Regions from separate parts of the Sus scrofa genome. Here region 1 is linked to region 2. Evidence: chromatin contacts called from public Hi-C data. All regions are on one chromosome and are shown on one strand. Each heading gives the region's core, a stretch centred on a gene start, on an enhancer-like site or on the middle of the called end of the contact. The rest is flanking DNA. Distances are from core to core; before and after follow the strand shown.

What was found. Hi-C and Micro-C count contacts between places; a contact is called where the count stands out from the background.
Region 1: a contact with region 2 is called in a Hi-C map of fetal skeletal muscle, with 1.9 times the contacts expected there. The contact joins the enhancer-like site here to the promoter of ETV5 in region 2. A contact is called at or near these places in 1 of 5 promoter capture datasets (liver), 7 of 47 Hi-C or Micro-C datasets (alveolar macrophages, embryonic fibroblasts, fetal skeletal muscle and 3 more) and 1 of 2 datasets of contacts at active chromatin or transcription factors (skeletal muscle).

Annotation. Positions count from the first base shown.
Region 1 is chr13:124,024,386-124,028,164 of Sscrofa11.1, reverse strand. The region is part of intron 19 of DGKG (diacylglycerol kinase gamma); the gene reads left to right. Among named protein-coding and RNA genes, the nearest start is that of ETV5, 96 kb to the right of the region's middle. Within about 2 kb of position 1,579, at least 6 of the 83 cell types and tissues checked have an H3K27ac peak or open chromatin away from gene starts, as enhancers often do. A contact at or near this core is called in fetal skeletal muscle, where this site is marked.
Region 2 is chr13:123,928,120-123,932,063 of Sscrofa11.1, reverse strand. ETV5 (ets variant 5) reads left to right here and starts at 1,907. Exons shown (of 13, transcript NM_001243025.1): 1 at 1,907-2,054.

The DNA.
Region 1 (3,779 bases), core at 330-2,829, 96 kb before region 2:
ACCCATGTATGTATTCCCAACTAGTGTTCCCAACAACCCCGGCAAGGTAGCTGATACCATCCCAATGCAAAGACAAAGAAACCAAGGGAGAGAGACCAAATGACTTGCCCAAGGCCACGTAGCAAGTAAGTGACTGGGCTGTGGCTGGAACCCAGGCTGCTCTGGCTTCTCACCAGAGCCATTTCAGCTTTACCAAGCTGTCTCCAAAACTAGACATTGGATACCTAATGGGCTAATTGGCTTTGGTAGTTACTCTGAGAACCCAATCTCAACATAACATTGTTTCTATGGGGAAATGTGCTCAGAGTGACAAACAACTGGCTTAACCAAGGAACTTTTGTAACCTGATCTATCACAAATTGGGCACCGCTTCAAGCTCCGAAAGGCTGGTTGTGGGAGGGAAAGAGGAGAGCAGGCTCCTTCAGCCAGCATCCCCTCAGACACCATGATACCATTCCAGGCTAGCTTTGCCTTTGCCAAGAAACAACAGCCTCAAACGCATCTACAAAATAACCACACAGCCCCCACCCCAGAAGATAGATGTGAGGACCACATGAGAGGACCCTTTAGTTCCTGAAGCAGCTCAGGGAGTTCCGGCACACAATAGACACTGGATAAGGGAGACTGAGAGGATTCGCAGCAGCTAGGGGTGAGCTGGAGTGGAGAAGAAGGGAATGGTCTGCTGTCTCTCTTGGGGCCTCCCTAGGAATTGCGATAGGGGGAATTACGGTAGGACGAGAGTGTGGACCTGCTTTGGGGGCTGGTCTCCTGCTCCCCAAATAGTTCCTAGTTTCTAGCCTTGGTTGCTCAGGACCTAGGAAGTAGCCTTCCTCCGCCAGAGCTTCTGAGAGCATCCACAGCCTACCTTCTGCAGGTGTTCAGGGCTATGTTCTACTCGGCCATCCTCCCCCCCCCCAACCCCTGGGGCCTTAACTGTCTCCACCTGCCTTCAAATTCCAGCTTCCTGGGCTGATGGGTGTGTGAATGCTGGTAAAGCATAGCTCGGAGTCCAAAAGCTGCACAACAGCCAGACAATCATCACAGAACCCCAGAGACCCACACTCCCATCTGCCTTTGCCGCTTTCCCTCCCAGAGCACGGTTGCTTTTTGTCCTGACTTTACCATCTGAGAACTGTGAGATGGAGCTTATTCAGAGCCCTCTAGCCTCAGCCAAATCGGCCTGAAGGGGATTTTCGTTCCACAAATAAATCTTCAAAGGGAAAAAGGATTGCTAAAAGCAGCCAAACTCAGTGAGATTTTTATTTTACGTTTTTTTTTTTTTTTTTTTTTGGATGGGGGGGAGGGAGCTATTTTATCTTGGCAAGGGCAGACACAAGACTGGAGAAACACTCTAGAGACTCAGGCCCTCGCTGCCTCACCAGCTGTCTCTCTTGTGGGTCACCCCCAAAGTGGCAGGACCATGCTGTGGCATTCCCATCACTGTGGTGGTTCCCAAGTTGGGCTGTGGGGCTTCGGAGAGACCTCAGGGCTTCATAGCAGCAGTCTGGGAGCGTGCTTGGTACCCGGGGATGGAGAGTATGAGAGACACCTCCCTGTTTTGGCTCGGGTGTGTGCCTGTGCACACTGGGGGAGGATCTGATTTCAGACTTTGGCAGGCTTCGTGCTGGAGTCCTGCCCTTAGGAGGAGATACTGTCAGGTGTGAGACAGAATTCAGGAGCTCTGTCCCTCGTCCAGGGAAACAAAGTGTCTTGTGAGTAAGAGAAGGGTCACTGCTCAGAGGAATCAGATCCTCTAGAGCTCGAAATTACCTTTGAAGGGGTGAGACCCTTCTCTGGACACGAGGCCGGTAGACGTGGTCCTTTGTTACTTTGGGGCAAGAGTGGAGGCCAGAGACCCATAGGGAGATGCAGACCTCAGACTTTTGGGGGAAAGAGTACCGTGGGGTCCTGAGCAGCCCAAGCCGGCCAGCCTCGAGCTAGAGCTCATAGTCTTACCACAGCCTGAGCAGTAGATGTGATCAAACCAGCCCACAAGCGTGAATGAGAATGGTCACCAGCTCTGTGGCTTTGGCTGATCTTTCTACGCCTCTGATGCCTCTGGGGCAGAGCCACAGGAGGTGGGGGGTGGGGGGAAGGTAAGAGATAAGGACGGGAAGTTGAGAGCTGGGGTTTGAATTCCAGCCAGTTCATCCTCAAGGACTGATCTCAGTTTCCTGATCTGTGCCATGAGAAGGCTGCTATGGCTAAGAAGAGAACCACCATCCAGAGCTGGTTTGGGGTGGTAGTTCTGCATACTATCAAGTAGTGCACTATTTTTATTTAGCCCTCGCCACCTCCCACCATGGGTGCCATACTGAATAAGATTTCTGTCAGCCATAATGCTCTTCTAAGTAATCGTTCATTTTCCATCTTTGATCCAGCAGCATCCATTCACCAATCAGTTCCTCTGGTTGCCAAGAATAACCAGTAACCTGTGTAATTCTTTTATTCTACTTCATACCAAAAAAAAAAAAAAAAAAAAAAAAAAAAAAAAAAAAGCCTTTAACCCACTGGTTAGCCTGTGCCATGTTTGCGCTGAGTAAATGCACAAATCCTATTACACATTAAGAAATGTCGACAGTGACCGTTGTCATGGACTCCTTCCATACTTTGGAATATTCCTTGGAACTTGTGATCTCCTGTTGGCTGGGAATCCCTGGACTTCAAATTTCCTTTAAGTGCAAATGATCTGTCATCTGTGATTCTGTAGGTAATTTTTCACACATGGAAATGACTTAAGAAGTATCTTCAGAGGTCATTAGGAGGGTTCCCTATTAATACTATAAAATACATGTTAGGCAGGTTTCTCCCTCCTCTTTTGGCCTTTTTGTTTTCTCTAGTCCTTCTTGCACTCTCTCGTTCCCCACATTTCTGCCCACCCCCTCCTGGTCTCTAGTCTCCAGTCCTCCTGTCTATGCACCACCCTAGATTTTTCTGAGTGCCATGAACTCCAGTCTTGTCCCCCGTGTGGAAAAAAGCCAGGGAATACCTTGCCCCTTGAGCTGAGCCAAGACAAATCTGTTGGCAGGAACAGCGGGCACAAGAGTCACACTCAGAGAACAAAAACAGCTATTTATAAAGCCTGCTTCCTGATTACTGGGGGCTCACTTTCCCTTGTACCAAAGGGGCCACTGCCTCCTCTTGGAAAAGATCCTTCCATCCACAGCTCTGTGCTCAGAGTGCCTTTCCAATGAGCAGTGAGAGCAGGGGATTGCATGCAGGGTGGATTAGATGTGCTGACAAGCTCTCTGATGGGCCAGGGCAGCTGGTGTATGGGTGACACAGATGGCCTCTGCAGCACCTGTGAGGTGATAGTCATGGGCCCCTTCCAGGACTTGACATCCTGGCCTTAGAACTAAGTCTACCTACCTGGGCTTTTAGTTTTCTTTTTTAAACCTTTGATCTAAACTTCGGTTAACCCAATTACTAAGTGTCCAGAAGCACTTGGGATTCAAATAATGTAAAATGTGAAGAGATAAAGTAATTCTCAATACTGTGACTAACAGCCATCATTCAGCTTTGCCCTTCCTGTGTTGCTCTCACATCTGTTTGATTATGCTAATTACTACTTTCCTTGATAACCTAACACTAGTCCACTCTCTTCAGTTGTCATAGCAAGAACACCACCAATAACCCAGCAAGCCCATAATATTAAGTGAGATCGTTTGCTTTTGTTTTTTAATTGATATGAACTTTATGAAAATGTATCATTGCCGTACCCTGAGGGCTAGGTATAGTTTTCCCTGGATATGTCGTTTGGGACCTATATGGTATTCTTT
Region 2 (3,944 bases), core at 658-3,157:
CCTGAGGGCAGATTTAAGTGGAATCCAAAAGCTCTTCTGGAGAAACTAGATATGAGAGCAGGATGAGACGGGATGAGTTGGGGCAGTCAACCACGGAGGAGAATTGGGGACCCAACCTGGGCCCTGAGTCCAGCAAGAGAGACAGCCCCTCAGGGATGTCAGCAACACACTGGGAGCACTCGTCTAAGGACTGTGCTCCAGCCACCAAAGAGAAATGGTGCTGCCTGGGGAAAGGAGAGAGGCACTAACGGAAAACTCCACTGGAGCTGGTGTGGGTAGCAAAATGCTCTCCTAGGAAATTCCATAACGTGGAACTGCTTGCTAAAGGTTCAGAGCACTTTCCCACCCACCCACTCTATTGTTCATGCCTGGTCAGTGCTGCATCTAGGAACTCCAGGTTTCCTTCCATGAAGTCCAAAATTTCTTGGGCTATAAATGACTGAGAGCCCATAAGTGGAAGCAGAAAAAGGTGGGCAAATTTTGACCTAAATTTTTTTTTTCTTTAAAAAATCCACACTGCATTCCCCACGGTGGTGGTAGGAGGCAGCCCCAGTGTCGGCAGGGCCAGTCTTTACTAGGGGCTCTCTCCTCCCCCCACCGCTGGCGCACGAGGTGAATGGCAGGGCACACCAGCAGAATGAGAACAGAAGAGCTCCTTCGCAAGTCCCAATATCCTGGGGGAGAGCAGAGAGTCATCCCACGGCCTTCGCAGAAGGGGGCAGAGGGGGCGGAGAGGGGAGAGGATTGCTTGTTTCCTGGAACACCCTGTTAAGAATCTGAGCAATTGCAGTTAGTGCCCGGTCGTTTGGCAAGAAGAGTAGCTTCTCCTCGTTCCCAGCTGCACGGGATCTAATTCGCAAATGCACCATCTTGCATTCAACACTTAAATGGAAAACAAGCAGGCGATCTAACTCTGCAAGCCCGCTTCGGAGGGATTTATGTTTCTAGGTCGGCGGACCGGTTGGTGTCCTCCCCAGAGAGGATTTCTTTGAGTGCCGACCCTCTCACATCCCGGATCCAAAACCCACTCTGGCGGTTATAAACTGCAATTAAGCATGGGGAGAAAACAGGATTTGGTTGGGCCTTGGGCCTGCCAGTATAAAATAGTACCTAAAAGCTGTTTGAGAGCTCAGATTTTAAAGGGAGATACTGCTTTTTCTTCCCCCACTGGAAACCTAGTTAAAGGAAATTAAGGCCTCTCTTAAAGGTAACTAAGATTAGAGGGCTCGGTTTCCGTTTTCTGTGTTTCTATGGGCCGAACGCCCAGGTCGGTCAGCGAGTTTCTCTCCGGGTGGAATGACAGATTCCTCTCGCCTGAATTCTAAAATGATAACTTCTCTTGGTGCTGCAGCTGCGAACGACCGGGGCTCAGCGGCCCAATCCCGGCAGTGGTGTTGCTGGGAGGGCTGGGAGTGGGGGTGGGGAAGAAGTAAGGGTGAATGAGGAAGGGGAAAGAGCCAAGCTTCGGTGAAAAGTTGGGAGAGCTGCAAGGAGAGAAGTAAAGGCGGCTCTTAGAGGCCCTCGGCCCCTTTAAGTGCTTCACTGACTCAGCTAAGCTTCCCCCTCAGGTCGCGTTTTTTATGAATGAAAAACGTCCTTACATTCATTATATAAACAAGCCTGTGCTGATTGGCCAATGGGCCCCAGATGCATAAATTATGTAAAACAGACCCCTGAGGGGGTGGGGAGGGACGTGCTGTTGACCAATGAGGACCAGAGTTGATGGGGCGGCTTGGCTGGATTTGCCCGCAGACAGGGTAAACAAGAGGTGATGGGCAGCCGCTGGAGCGGCCTCGGGCCAATGGGAAAACGGCTGGGCTACAGCCGCGGGCCAATGGCGGTGGGCAGAGCGGCGGGCCGCTGGGGGCCGGGCCAGCGCTCCAGCCTGGTTGGCAGCTGCAGCGCAGAGTCCAGCCGCTGGTGCGCGGAGCGGTTTATCGTCTCCGGAGCGGTGCGGCCCAGCCATTCGCCTAGGCACCCAGGCCCGGTGCGCGCGTGCGTGAGCGCGCCTGCGCCCCGGGGCCGCTGCAAGGGGAGGAGAGCCACCGCCTCAGGTGAGGGGGCGTCGAGGGACAGAGGGTTTTTGGAGCGGGTGTCTTGGAAGGGCCCAGCGGGCGAGAGTTCACTGGCTAATTCAGAATCCTCAAAGTCGGGGTGCACTTTCTGTGGTGGCTGAGCCCCCTCCCTTCCAGGGCTGACCGCCCCCTCCTCTTGCGGCCCGGTCCGGTCCGGTTCCTGAGAGGCGTCGAGCGGAGGCGGCTAACGGTTCCGGAGCGCGCAGAGAGCGGGTTTCCGCACGTCGCGGGGGAGGCGCGCGGGAGCGCGAGGTGCGGGGGCTCCCGGGTGGGGATGGAGGGGCGCCGAGTTGCCGGCTTTACCATCTCTGGAGATCTGAGAGTCCGGAGAGGACTTGGGGGCTCTGGAGAAGAGGTACTCGGCAGAGGTTTGCAGTGAGGAGGGGACCTAAAGCAGCTTTGGGCGAATGTTTGAGAGGTGATGCACCCCCACCCCAGTACCAGGAGAGGTTAAGTGACATGTGCAGCCTGCGAGATTTGGGGTCGGCCGGGAACTTAGGCAGGCCTTGCAAGTTTCAGGTTGTGGAAAGTGGACACCAGTCCCCCACTCCCACCCCAGCAGACCAAGGGCGTCAGGCTGCACGGCGATTCTCGAGAAATCGGGGAGCATCAGAACCGCGGCCTGGGGATGGTGGAAAAGAAGGAAAAAAAAAAAAAATGCGGAGGGGGATGGAGAGATGCCGGAGCCTCCTCGCGCTGGATTAGGGATCTGACCGCATTTTCAGAGGGGAGGAGACCTCTGGGGGAAACTGAACTCTTAATTGAAAAGGGGTACCAAAGAGAGATGTTTGGAAGGTTTTTCTAGCGGGGGTGGGGAGGGGGGGATTGGAGGCTGTTGGTAGCGCCCGGCGCCGCAGCTCGTTTTTATGAATGTGGGTGACTTTATGAATGAAGCGGGTTTCTTTCGTTGGCTCGCAGCTCCCTGCGGCTTTTTTTCTTTGCTTTTTTGTGAATGAAGCATTGAGCTTTCCTCCTAAAACGCTGGGGTGAGGGGCCTGCGTCGGAGGCAGGGCGTGCGTTGGGAGTGGGGGCGGGGGCGCATCCAAAGGAGTTTTCATGAATGGAGAAGGCTGGGAATTGGGTGGAAGTGTGTCTTGTTTTGTGAATGGGGCCCAGTGCTAGGGATCCAGTTACAGCCTTTACCTGATGTGGCGGCTGCGGCTCGCTCTCCCATTCATAAAACCGGGCCCGCTGCGCGCCGCGGGGGAGGGGCCTCGATCGGACCGCTGCGTTGTGTTAAAGTTTTTCCTGGGGGCACCAGGCGTGGTGTGTGTGTGGGGGGGGGGGGGAGCACAAAGGAAGTGGTTTATACTCCTGGATGAATTCGAGCCTTCCCTTCAGGCTTTTTTTTTTTTTTAATTTATACTTTGAACAAAATTTTTCTAGCCCTTGAACTTTGAGAGTTGCTTTAAAGACCCTCGATGCCTCTTTTGGATGCGCTTCTGGCACCTACTTTCTTTCATTTAATTTTTTAAAAGATTTTTTTTTTCCTTCATAGTGAAGTAGTTTTGCAACGCATTCCATTGGTAGACTCTGAAAAGATCTCCCCCTCCGATCTCCTACCCGTTGTCGCCTTCTCCCAATAGACATTTACAGAATTTCTAAGGCCACGATTTATTTAATCGGACAGATTTTTGAAGGCTACAAGGAACTCCTTTTCTTGCCCCTCAACTCAGATTCTGTTTACGGGTTGTTGACATTTGGGAAAGAAGCTCTATCCTGAACGTTTTAGCGCTGTTTGGAAGGCAGGCAGGCAGGCTAGCCAGAGTGTTTTTCTAGGAAGTTATGAACTGTGCGCAGTTTTGCTCCTTTTCCTTTTTCTCTTCGACTTTGAAAATATCTTATTACTTGGATCAAAGTGCTGAGAGG